Linked DNA regions of Zea mays: regions 2 and 3 are each linked to region 1. The links are chromatin contacts, called in public Hi-C maps. All regions are on one chromosome and are shown on one strand. The core of a region is the stretch at or near the end of the contact, and the rest is flanking DNA. Distances in the headings are between cores, read along the strand shown. Region 1 has its middle 87 kb from the start of LOC103628521. Region 2 holds the start of LOC100285485. Region 3 holds the start of LOC103626994.

What was found. Hi-C and Micro-C count contacts between places; a contact is called where the count stands out from the background.
Region 2: a Hi-C map of tassel shows a contact between it and region 1, with 3 times the contacts expected there. The contact joins the promoter of LOC100285485 here to the enhancer-like site in region 1. A contact is called at or near these places in 5 of 25 Hi-C or Micro-C datasets (bundle sheath, ear, endosperm and 2 more).
Region 3: a Hi-C map of tassel shows a contact between it and region 1, with 4 times the contacts expected there. The contact joins the promoter of LOC103626994 here to the enhancer-like site in region 1. A contact is called at or near these places in 5 of 25 Hi-C or Micro-C datasets (bundle sheath, ear, leaf mesophyll and 2 more).

What each region holds. Positions count from the first base shown.
Region 1 is chr5:146,320,146-146,324,401 of Zm-B73-REFERENCE-NAM-5.0, reverse strand. No RefSeq gene overlaps it. Among protein-coding and RNA genes, the nearest start is that of LOC103628521, 87 kb to the right of the region's middle. Within about 2 kb of position 2,946, at least 17 of the 20 cell types and tissues checked have an H3K27ac peak or open chromatin away from gene starts, as enhancers often do. A contact at or near this core is called in bundle sheath, ear, leaf and 2 more, where this site is marked.
Region 2 is chr5:145,928,953-145,932,870 of Zm-B73-REFERENCE-NAM-5.0, reverse strand. LOC100285485 reads left to right here and starts at 2,602. Exons shown (of 5, transcript NM_001413579.1): 1 at 2,602-2,906. The coding sequence starts at 2,723.
Region 3 is chr5:146,716,184-146,720,187 of Zm-B73-REFERENCE-NAM-5.0, reverse strand. It overlaps LOC103626994, which reads left to right and starts at 1,483. Exons shown (of 7, transcript NM_001351849.1): 1 at 1,483-2,082. The coding sequence starts at 1,680.

The sequences.
Region 1 (4,256 bases), core at 1,697-4,196:
ATGTCTTCAGAGTAGTGTGTGGTGGGTCTCATGGTCAGTCTTACGGTGCGGTCGTGCGTGGCGCGGATTCGCCCATCGTCATGAGCCCTTTTTCACCTACCAGCATGCGTAGACATACACTCGGTATAGTGTACCATCCTGTCTTGCCCGGTATACAGGTCACTATTGAGACTTTGGGGCTAGGGTCCTCCTACGACTAAGGTTGACTGATCCTATAACATATTGAGGATACACCTGAGATCTTTTGTGGGGGTGTATAGTCGTGTTGACGGTGACCTTTAGGTTCATATTCGGTATGATGCATGTATGTCATGACGCGGCTTAGTGATGACTCGTCCCGTCGTTGCCATTGTGGGCCAATAGCGCTAGATGGGGACCTCGTAGGGTTGCTTAGTTGGGAGTTGGTCAGGAGCTCCGCCTCGTAGGGTTTCTCGATCGTGAGTTGATTGGCAGCTCCGCCTCATAGGGTTGCTCGATAGAGGACTTGGTCGGTCGCTCCGCCTCGCAGGTTTGCTTGGCGAATGGGCCGAGTCGGCCGCTCCTCCTCATAGGCTTGCTCGGTAAATGGACTAAAAGGAGGTAATGGGCCTACTTTGGGTACCCTATTCCTAGGTACCTGATAGGATGGTAGACCTTTGAGAGCACCTAGAGGGGGGTGAACAGGTGATCCTATAAAATCAATACTAAACAACACAAACTTGGTTTATGAAATATTAGTGAAGTCAAAACCAAGATGCTATGATCAGAGAGGTAGAGAACTCTTCACTTGATTGTTCCTTTATAATGTGTATTAAACTTAGGAACAATAACGTAAGTGATTAAATGAGAACTCTAAGGAAGAAAGCAATTGCAGTAGAAAATAACACAAGTGACACAACGATTTTATCCCGTGGTTCGGCCAAGTAGAATACTTGCCTACTTCCACGTTGTGGCATTCCAATGGACGAGGGTTGCATTCAACCCCTTTCAAGTGATCCAACATGGTTATCTTCCTTATAACAGATGTTTCCCTTTGTGAGGAATCTCCACAAGTTGGAGCCTCTCACCCTTACAATATTGATTGCAATAAAACCACAAGAGTAAGGTGGGAAGAGATACACACACAAGAGTTAGGGTCGCATCAACGACACATACACAAATCAAGAAACGAGCACACAAACACAGTGCAGAGAGTACACAGCTCAAACTAGTGCTCAAATCTCAAACACAACGGATGTGTGCTTGTGGAGTCTAGGTGTCTTAGGATGTTCAATGACGGCTTGGTGTAATGTTTCATGAGCCTAGGGGTCCCTTTTATAGCCCCAAGGTAGCTAGGAGTCATTGAAGCTCCATTTGGTAGGAAATTCTTGCCTTATGTCCGTGGGCGCACCGGACAGTCCGGTGCACCACCGGACATGAACAGTGCGTAATTTCTTTCCTTGTTTGATGAAGCCGACCGTTGCAGCCATGGTCCCCTTGGCACACCGGACAGTCCGGTGCAGCTTGGTGACCATTGGCTCTGGCCACACATCGCCCGTTGATTGCGCGCTGATTGCGCTGTCGACCGTTGGCGCAGACGTTGTTGGCTCATCGGACAGTCCGGTGTACACCGAACAGTCTAGTGTACACCGAACAGTCCGGTGTACACCGAACAGTCCGGTGAATTTTAGCCGCATCGTCCTCGATGATTCCTGAGAGCAACAAGTTCGTGGACGCGCCAGCCTGGGCACCGGACAGTGTCCGATGCACCCGCGGGCTGGTGAAGTCTGGCTGTTTCAGCTTAACTTCTTTTGCTCCTTTTTGACTTTACTCAACTGAGTTCTTGACACTTAGACAAGCATGTTTAGCACATAAAACAAATGACTAAGTGTCTAGAACTTACCTTCATACTTGATCCGTCTAGATTTGCTTCATATACCTTTGCTCAACGTCATGTTAGTTCTCACATAGTGTGTTGTGCATCTAATCACGAAAACAATATAGAAATGGCCCAAGGGCACATTTCCCTTTCAGTCTCCTCCTTTTTGGTGATTTATTCCAACATATAAAAAAGCAACTCATTTTGAACAGTAATGCCCAAAATGTGCATAAGAAAATAACAACAACAACAACAACAACAATAATAATAATAATAATAATAATAATAATAATAATAATAATAATAATAATAATAATAACAAAATAAAGATATGGATAAATGAAATAGTAAATTCAGATATCTCAAATTATACTTGAGTGTTGAAAATTGAGAACTGAATTTTGAAAACCAAGAAATATTTTAGAAAAGAAGTAATAGAAAAGTTTACTATTGAACTAATTGATTATGCATATTATTAAAGGATGCACCATAAACATTTATTTACATGAATACTTAATTTCGAAGTAACTTTTACTTCTTATCCCACATTCAAAGAAAACAATATGAGTGTGTCTCATATATCAAACCTTTAATCAATTAAAATAAATATATATCTATTGTTTCATAATTGATTTGGAGTATGTAGTAAAAGGTGAATTCCTAAACTTTATCTTAGATTGGAATTAGAATTTTGTAATGTCAAAAAGGAATAATATAGGAATATAATAATGAGATGGGAATTAGGTTTTAACCCAAAGGTGCAATATTAGAATTTGAGAAAAGAGAAGAAAATACTAAACAAATGAGGAAAAATAAAATGTATAAATAAGAATATACTTCTTTACACTAATATTTGAATTGGGTACATTTTGATTCATGGTGAGACTCATGACAAAATTTAAATTTAGATTTGAAAATCAAGAGAATGGAAAAGAAAAGGAAAAGAAATAACCAAAATAAAAGAAAAGAGAAGCTGTGCGCTGGGCCGGATTCGCTAAGCTCGGCCCACCTTCCCTTTATACCCGCACAGCCCACTTCTTATCACGCCGCGTGCCCCTCAAACCCACTGACATGCGGGTCCCTCGGTCATTCTCTGTCACGCTCCACACGCGTCAACCTGGTCTTTGATGTGTGGGGATCGTTGCTCAGCCTCCGGTCGCTGGAATTCATCGCGGTGCAGTGGGGCCTGGCCGCCAGTCGCCCTAACGCTTCCTTTCTCTCCCCTGTCTCTGTCGCATGGGGTCCCTTTGACAGAGTCGTCGACCTCGCACGCATGGCGAACTCCGTTTAACCACCACGCGAGAAGCTCGACACGAACGCCTAGGCCCGGTCTCCTGGCCCCGCGTGTAAATTGGGGCCATTGCCAACCTCCGCGGCCTCTTCCTCATCCAGTCGAGACTCGAAATACTCACCGTAGAGAGCTGACCATGTGTTGTGTGGGGCGGAAAGCTCGCCGCCGTCGGCGCCACCTCCACACGTTGAGGGCCGGGCTTCGGTGGATGCCGGGACCACCACTAGGGCACTCCGCACGTGGTCGAAACCCTTCTGGGCGAGCTCGGCAGCTGGGGTTGCCTGGATTTCTTGTCGACGCTATGCAACGCCTTCGCCCGCCCCTCGTCGCGATTACAACCCCTACTGCCCGATTGTCGGTATGTTTGCGCTCTTGTATTTTGTATGCATCCGGTGGTTCGAGTAGCCGCCCTCAGGAGGGCCATTGACTTCGTATTGCGAAAACCGAAGGTCTCACTGGAGCCCTCCGCCGCGGAATACCGTAGGCGCATCGTAGTTCGGTCAGCAGGGACGTCGAGGGGTTAGGGGCGACTTCTGGGCCGCCCGATCGATTTTGGGCGATCAAGATTAGAACGACGTACTACTTTGGCTGGGATCAATCCTGGCCGCTGATCTGTGCATGGACGGGCTGGGTTGAGAGAAGTAGAGTGTGATCCGGGCCATCGATCTCAGATTGGTCGGTCGTAGATCAAAACCCATTCCTTTGATTCATGTTCTAATCGGGGCCATTCAGCCGAGATCGGAGGGCTCAGAGTCGCCCATACCCCTTCATCCGCTGTTTTGCAGATGAGTCCATGTACTTTTATGAAATTGAACCCGACATCCCCCGCGGGATAGATCTGTGTCTTAGGCAATCTTACCCCAGGAACCCTATATTTTCCAGAAATTGATGTGCAGTCCTGGCCTCTAGGAAAATTAATTATGGAAATTCATTTAAGAAATTCATTTAAGAAATGATTTTTAGCACAAAATTAATTATGGAAAACTTGTTTAATCCCAAGAAAATTCATATTAAGTCCAAATGAGTCCATTTCAGTTTCTATAATTTTGTAAGATTATTGTTTATCATTTAGTAACTCTGTTTTAACATGAAAATGGTATTAAAAATTATTTCTTAATTAATCTCGTA
Region 2 (3,918 bases), core at 1,353-3,852, 390 kb after region 1:
GTTGTGTGAGTGAGGTTAAAAAACCCACAAACCTCTCGACTCTTGCACGAGCCATTGTAATATTGTACCGAGTGGGGGCGACATTTTGCGAGACCACGACATCTACGTTTGTGGTGTGGCCACCATCGTGTATTGGAGGGGACGAGGCCCATGATGATTTGGCTGAAAGCTCGATAGTGAAGACGACAGAGAGCGTCCAAGAGGAGACCAGAAGTGGAGCACCGCTTGCGCCTGGAGAAGGTCTGCAACCCTCTACGGAGTTAGTTGTCCCGGTGCTTGGCCCTCACGTAGACATCCCTTTGTGAAGGGGCAACGAAGATTAGTAAGGACCTTGCGTGGTTCTAGATACCTTGGCAAAAATATCGACGCATCCACGGGAGTTTGTATTCTCTACCTTTGCTCTTAAGCTTTTTCATTTGCATTGATTACTTAAGTTACAATCTTTATTATTCTTAGTTTAGAATATAGGATTGGAACTTAGGTTGCATAACTCCTTTTACACTAGAGATAGCAACACTTAGACGAAACCTAGTTTATACCTTATTGTTTAGTTATTTGCATAGATTTTATTTAGTAGAGTTATTTGTGGCCTAGATCAACGAGAATTTTAGAAGGCCTAATTCACTCCTATTAGGTGTTCATAGTCTTTTCAAAAAGCACAGAAATCCATATTACAAACCCACACAAACTCTCACATTAGCTTTTCCATGTACCTTTTCACACTAGTCTACGGTGTATTTGTATTGAGTTGCAAAACTCACAATCCTGTGACCTCACCAAAATTGCTAAGCCTAACACTTCATATCTAGAGAGAAGTTTCAATTAGTTGACATGACTTAACTTTAGAAAAGACTATTAGCCCCCACTCTAGTTATCTCCTTGTTCTTAATAGGTTCGAACTAAGGACCTATTTGGGACTACTCCGATCCAGCTCCAGAAAATTTGGTGGAATGGTGGAGCAAGTCATTAGATGCTCCAGAAAATCATGAAGCTAGAGTTATGAACCGAAGACATTTAGACAAGTCATTATTTTTTAAACTACTTAAATTTATATTATAAACTATAGTTTCACGCTAAAGCTAGAACACTGAGGAGTCCCAAACACCCTCTAAGTTGCAGAACTTTATGCAGCAGTCTAGAAACACAATTTAGGAACAATAGTTAAATGATGTAAGTGGTATGTTTTAATTTCGTGAGAACTTTTATATTAGTGCATTCACCTCTTGTTTTAGGCATACTGATCCTTTTAAATGGGCCATTACCCGATTATCAGGGGATGCTGTAAATTCTTTTAGGCCTCGTTTGTATCCTTTATAATGGAATTCAATTCTAATAATCACAATTTAGACATAGACCAATTAAGCTATTATATTTGTATACTCAATATATTTATATGCTAGTGTTGGCTATATGGAGGGATATTTATACGCTATATTTTTACTATTAGGGAGTGAGCCGGAGAGTTCGTGATAAGTTACAGAGTAGAAATATGGGCTTGTAATACATAAAATCAATTTTCACCCCTAATCCTAAGAATTTGGGATTATATCTAAACTTTGGAAAGTGGTGGAATATCAAATTTCAACCAAATAATCCACTTTGTTAAGTGATTTCTAATTCCTTCAAATTTAATGGATCCAAACGGCCCTTTAATAGAAAATATGGTACAACACGTTTGAGAAAAAAAATTAACTAAGGAACATATGAAAGTATTAGTTCATTTCTTACCATTATTCATTTTGAATAAGATAAATAAGTAATAAGAACAATAAATCCATTGCTATTTTATGCTATGTTTTCTCGATATGACAAATTTATAGTAACATCATACCTCAATAACAAGACTAATGTATCATTGACGACATTTAGGTAACATGTGCAAATGAAAAAAAATACTATATTAGAAACACAATCCATATATATCTTCCTCATTTTGACTTCTTTGAGCGTGAAACTTTTACTATAGTGTTCCACTAACTTAATGTGTTTTTAAATAAATTATTTGAAAAGAACTTCCTATAAAAATATAACAACACGTCCATATGAACTTTTCTGAGTTTGAAACTTTTAGCATTAGGGTATGTTTGGATCCATGGTACCAAAGTTTAGCACTACATTTTTAGCACTTATAGATTCAAATATGAGTGCTAAAGTGAAGTGCTAAAATTTAGCACTCAATATCAATTTAGCTTCCTTAAAGTGTGCTAAACATTAATACTTCGCTAAAGTTTAGTATATGGGATTCAAATAGGCCATAACAATATATTAGTGATGTGGTCATACTTTGAATTTATCTTAAGTTTTGGATGAATATAAAAGCATGACTAAAATAGCTATGTTCATACTAGTCGTTTCACATGTACTGGTATTTTTATTGTTTAGATCTGTGTATCATAAGTCTACAAAATTTAGGTTTGCTATTTTTAGGTTTTGATTTGATTTTATATGAATTTCACAAGATTCCACTTTGAACTTGAAAAAGTAAATTCTAACTAAAAGAAAAGGGCTCGAATGGGCTCGGCCCAGCCCACTGGCACCAATTCGGCTCAGGCGTTACAGCACAGCCTGCGGGGTTTGGCCGTTTGACACAGGCTCACAATCACAGCTCTCGTCACGACAGATAAGGCCATGTGCATCCTTCGCCACTCACCAGCGCTCTCCAGTCCACTTCACTTCATCCCTGATCGGCGATCGCGTCGAGCGAGCAGCGCTATAACGCACGATGAACTTGGCGTCCGTCGTTCCCTGCGCGCAGGCATTCCTCGCGTTAATGACTCCCGCCGCTGGCTCCCACCGTCGGGTCCACACGCATGCGGCGGCCTCCAAGAGCGGATTGGCCTGCCGCGTCGCGCGCAGCGGGGGCACCCGGTGGCTGCCGGTCTCCTGTGCAGCCGGGGGCGGTGCAGGTTAGGGTCCGTGTGACTTGTCTATTTATGTTTGCTGCAAGTTTTGGTTCCCAATTTTCCTTCCAGTTCGAACTTGAGGTAGAAAAATTAGATTCGAGTAGTTGGTGATGCAGCATGGGAGGAATTTGCTTGGTGAGGGGCTTGGAGTACTCTTGGGGGAGATAGGCGTTCGCTTCATGCTTATCCAACAGAGTGAGTCATCAAATCAGATCTAAGTTCTTGAATAAACTGGTGCAATTTCCAGTGGTCTCAATTCTTTCATCTACGATGAGCACTAATAGTTGAGAAAGAACATGCCAATTCATATCCCGGTTCATACCTGCTCCCGATATCTATTATCGAGGATACTTGCTCTTTTACACGACGGGTAACAGCAGTTCTCATCCTCTCTTATGGATTCTACTTGCTTCTGTTCCATGTTTAGCATCGCTGGCCCGAGTGTTATTCCTGTTGTCCAAAATCTTTGAGCCTTACTGCTACAGGGTGTGCTGAACTTTGATTCTATCCATCATAATCAAAAAGGGGAAAAGGTGATGTCTGCACTTTCTAGTTTCTGGAAAAGAACTCTTTATGCTGTCCTTTATTATGAAATAAGTGTAGGTTGAAACTCATATATTTAGTTTTTTGCCACTAAGATTAACTGTGTGGGAAGTTATTATTTGGAATATTTAAATTCATGGGAAATTAAAATAAACAAATAAAACTTATTTACTCACTAGGAAAATCATTTTTAGGGTGTTACATCAGTAGATCCATACAGAACAATCCGGTAAGGAGAAGCAGCAATACTGGGTGCAGTTGCATTAGGGTTTGTTGAACAAAGGTTTCCAGTAGTAGTTTGCAATCCCCAGGCAGAAAATATGGTGGAATAGCAACTGATCTGCAACTAGCTTATCAGCCACTATTGGGAATCCCACCGGCGAACCTGCAGGTTGTCACTGGGGAGAGAGCACCTGCAGCGCTCTATGTGTAGCCAAAGAATGTAAGGATGCAGCTTGGTCCACAGTAGTAA
Region 3 (4,004 bases), core at 234-2,733, 400 kb before region 1:
ACTGTCATGTTGGTAGTTTCTTTATCCGAGGTCGTTTACAAAATTTAATTTTCAAATTTGAAAACTTTAGACGCATTTTTCTAAGACAAGATGATTTCAAATTATAATGTTGTCAACTACAAAGTTTCAGAACTTTTTAATACCTAAAACTTTTATTTTGGTGGTTTTTCATTTGAGATCGTTTGAAAAAAAAATTAAATTTTAACTACGCCGCGAAGTTTGAAGTAGTGACATGTTTATATATACATATCACTAAACAGATATGACGTCACTAAACAGATATGACGTCTGAAAGTCAGTGGCATGTTTTTATATAAACGTCACTAAATAGATTTGGCGTTTGAAGCCAGTGCCATGTTTATATATACACGTCACTAAACATATCACACACACGTAAAATAAAAGATGTCACTTGATTATTACTATATTTCATTAGTGACATGTTTTTACAATAAATGCCACGTGTGCACAGACGTGTTTTTTAAAAAAAGATGTCACTGTAAAAAAATCAGTGACATATTTTTAACAAGTGTTACAGACGGTCATATCTCCTTTAGGCGTTTTTGACGTAGTGATAAAAAATATATAAGCTCAGCCAATTTTTATTATTGTGACCTAACTCAATTTACCTTGGTAAAAAAAATATATAAGCACAACCAATCTTCGTTATGTGTGAAATATTTGACGTTTTTAAAGTATTTGAGTTGTATGAAAAACACAAATGATAGAGCTAGTTCATATAACCAAATCCACAATATGTACTTTAAAAAGTTAAGCTAAGCGGGCCCTAATTTGATTCAGGGATGTTCGCGTTGACGAAAGTCGCGTCAACGCGGTCGACTCTCTGTAAATAAACGGGCCATGTTGTGTTGGCATCCGAATGAAGGAAGGATCGGAGACTCTGCATGTCGTGCGGCAGCGCGCGCTGGCATTCCGAGCCGACGACGATCAAAGGAGCCTTTTACCATCAGGAAGTGGGCAGGCCAGTCAACGAGAGGCGACTGGTGGTTCGCTCTGGCAGCGACGCGTGCACACGCGGATACACACGCGTCGTCGTCCTCCGGCCGTTATACGTACGTGTACACCTATCCAGAGAAATCACACGCAACAGTTCCTTACCTTTTTTTTTTCTCATGTCCATGCGGCAGTTCCCGGATTTGCAAAGCTGCACTGTCGCTCGCCAGCGATTCCTGGACGCTTTTGGCGTGCCTCCTGCTGCTGCCTTCCTCGTGTAGTCGTGTCGCGGTGGTCGGTGGTCGGGTGGTGGCGGGCGACACACCCTAGACGCGTGGCAAGGAGCAAGGCAAGATTGTTTTGTTGTTGTGTCCACCCAATGACGACGAACATGCACTTATAAATGTGAAAACGTCTAGCTTTCTTTTCTTCTAAATTTATATAATATTCTATTTCTTACGTTACTAGATTAGATTATGTTCGTGCATTCGCGGCATCGAAGTTTTTTTTTGGGGCCTCCCTGTTGCTGCGGCGCGTCGGTCCTCCCCATTCACGGCATCGACAGAAAATAGATTCATCAATCATCCCGTTTCGCGGAGACAGAGCCATCCCGCTCCATCTCCCTCCCAGCCAAACCCTACCTGAAACAACGACGCACTCTTGCATTGGCCGTTGGCGTCCCGCTCGCTCGCTCTCTCTTCCACTCGCTGCACCCGTGCGTGACAATGCCCACGCGTCTCCCACTCCGTCTCCTCCTCCTCGTCCTCGCCATCGCCGGCGCCGCACATGGCCGCCGCGGCATCTCTTTCTCCGACGATGACCGCTCTCTCCTCCTCGCCGGCAGCAGTGATGAGGTTGCCGCCGCGACGTCGGTCCTACGGCTCCCGTCGGCGGCGGGGGAGGATCCGGCGCCTGAGGCCTGCGAGATGACGTACGGCTTCCTGCCCTGCACCGACACCGCGCCCGGCAACCTCTTCCTCGTCCTCGCCTACGGCCTCCTCATGTTCAAGGCCGCCACCTACCTCTCCGCCGGCAGCGAGCTGCTGCTCGAGGTCCTCGGCCCTGGCGTCGTCGGCGGCCTCTTCCTGCCCATCCTCGGCGCGCTACCCGACGCAATGCTCATCCTTGGTGCGTACTGCCTCTCTGCTTTTCATTCTAACCGCAGCATGACATCCGCGCCGGCACCGCTGCCATCCACGCTTCACTAGCTAATTATTTGGCGCTTCGTAGTTGCATGTTTACTTACGACCTGAATATCAGAGGAGATCGGATCAATTTTGAATAGCAAAAATATTTTAGTCCATCCAATCTTGTTGGGCCTTATATATCGTGTCCAGCAGTTCCACCTAAAACACTGTTTTACATTGTAAAACGCATATAGAATGAACTGTTGCAGAGTGGAGTTTAAATATATGTATAAGGATGATTAACCTGTTGAAGATAGCCTTACTGGTAGATAGTGTGTTCTGTGTGTGTGGGGGCTCTGACATCACTATTGGGCTGCCAACCCATTAGGGTTAAGGTTCTGATTATATATATATATATATACAATCAAAGAGTTTTCATTCTCTTTCATGGCATTAGCTAGCTAGGTTTTTTCCACCCACCTTTGTCTAGGCCACCGCACAACACCTTCTGCGTGCCCCGAGAGGCTCATCCTTCCCTCCCGGGGTAGCGACCCATCTTAGACGTGGGCCAGCTACTTTTCTGTGCCACAGACTGAGGGCAGGCGGGTGCCCAGCCGCCGTCGCGACGTCCCCTGCTATATTTCCCTACTCTGTTCCTCCTCGAGCACAGACGCTCCGGCGCCCAGCTCCCTCGTCGACGTCCACCTAGCTACGAAGCTCGTCGGCGAGTGCCTCTCTAGCACCAAGCCACCTGCAACTCGCCATGGTGCCCCTTCCTTCCTTTGCTCTGCACTAGCGCTGGCTCCTACAACGCTAGCCCTAGGTCGTGGGCCACGTGGCTCGCCCCTCTCTCCCCCCCCCCCCGCTATAGACGGTCGATCGTGGCCCTCCCTCTTATGTGCCTCCTCCCCCTGCAATACTCCCCCTTCCGACGTGGTCGTGGACCAGATCCTCCGAGCAATGCGGACTTAATGCCCAGCCTATCCGTCGCTGCCATGCTTCCCAGTGACCCCTGCCGTCCAATCCACTGCCAGCGTGCCTCCCAGCATCGTTGGCTACCTGATCCATCGCCACCGCACCTCCACGCGCCGCCGCCACGCCTCCACACGTCGTCGATCGGCCAGAAGGCCGCTCCCTTCCTCTCTGCGCCCATCGTCGTCGTCGGGCCTAGTGCAGCCCCCCTTCGACCTCCGCCCGTCGCCGGTGTCAAACCCCCCTGCCAGGCCAGGCGTAGGCCCCTGCCCGGCTGGACCCGACCCATAGTCTACCCATTCTTCGTCGTCGCCACTGCTGGATCCATCGCTGCTGCAACTTTCTTGGCTGGATCCATCGCTAGCGCGACCTTACCGACTAGATCACCCCTATGCAATACAATCAAGGGTTTCCATTCTCTTTTACTTACATCCAAAAAGCCCTTAGGGCGGGTTTGGTGATCAGAGAATTGGAGGAGATTAATTGGGTAGGGAACTCCTTCCTATTCAAAATTGAACAGGAGGGGTTTACTCTCCCATGGGTTCCCTCCAAATCCTTGGTCACAAAACCAGCCCTTAGGGGTGTTTGGTTACTCTAGTCACCCTCTAAACTTTAGTTCCTATAAATTTTATTTAAAAGATCTATTTTAGTCACCCGATTTAGTATTTTAGGGATTAAAAGTGAGTAAACTTTAGGAGACGGGAACTAAACACCCCATTACTCTTCTGCTCGTAAACAAAATGGTCACGTTTGTCGGTTTCGAAAACCCGAAAGGTCGTCAGATATAAACCACGAACGTTGTTGGATATGCATTGTGAGTGTCATATAATTTCAGCTGGGAATCGATCAGTGACCACAATCTCCGTTAGCGTCCACCGTCCAACAAGTGTGTGCTCTGTTCTTCGTGAAAATAAGTAGCATATCTATTTTACAATTTATGATAACGACGAG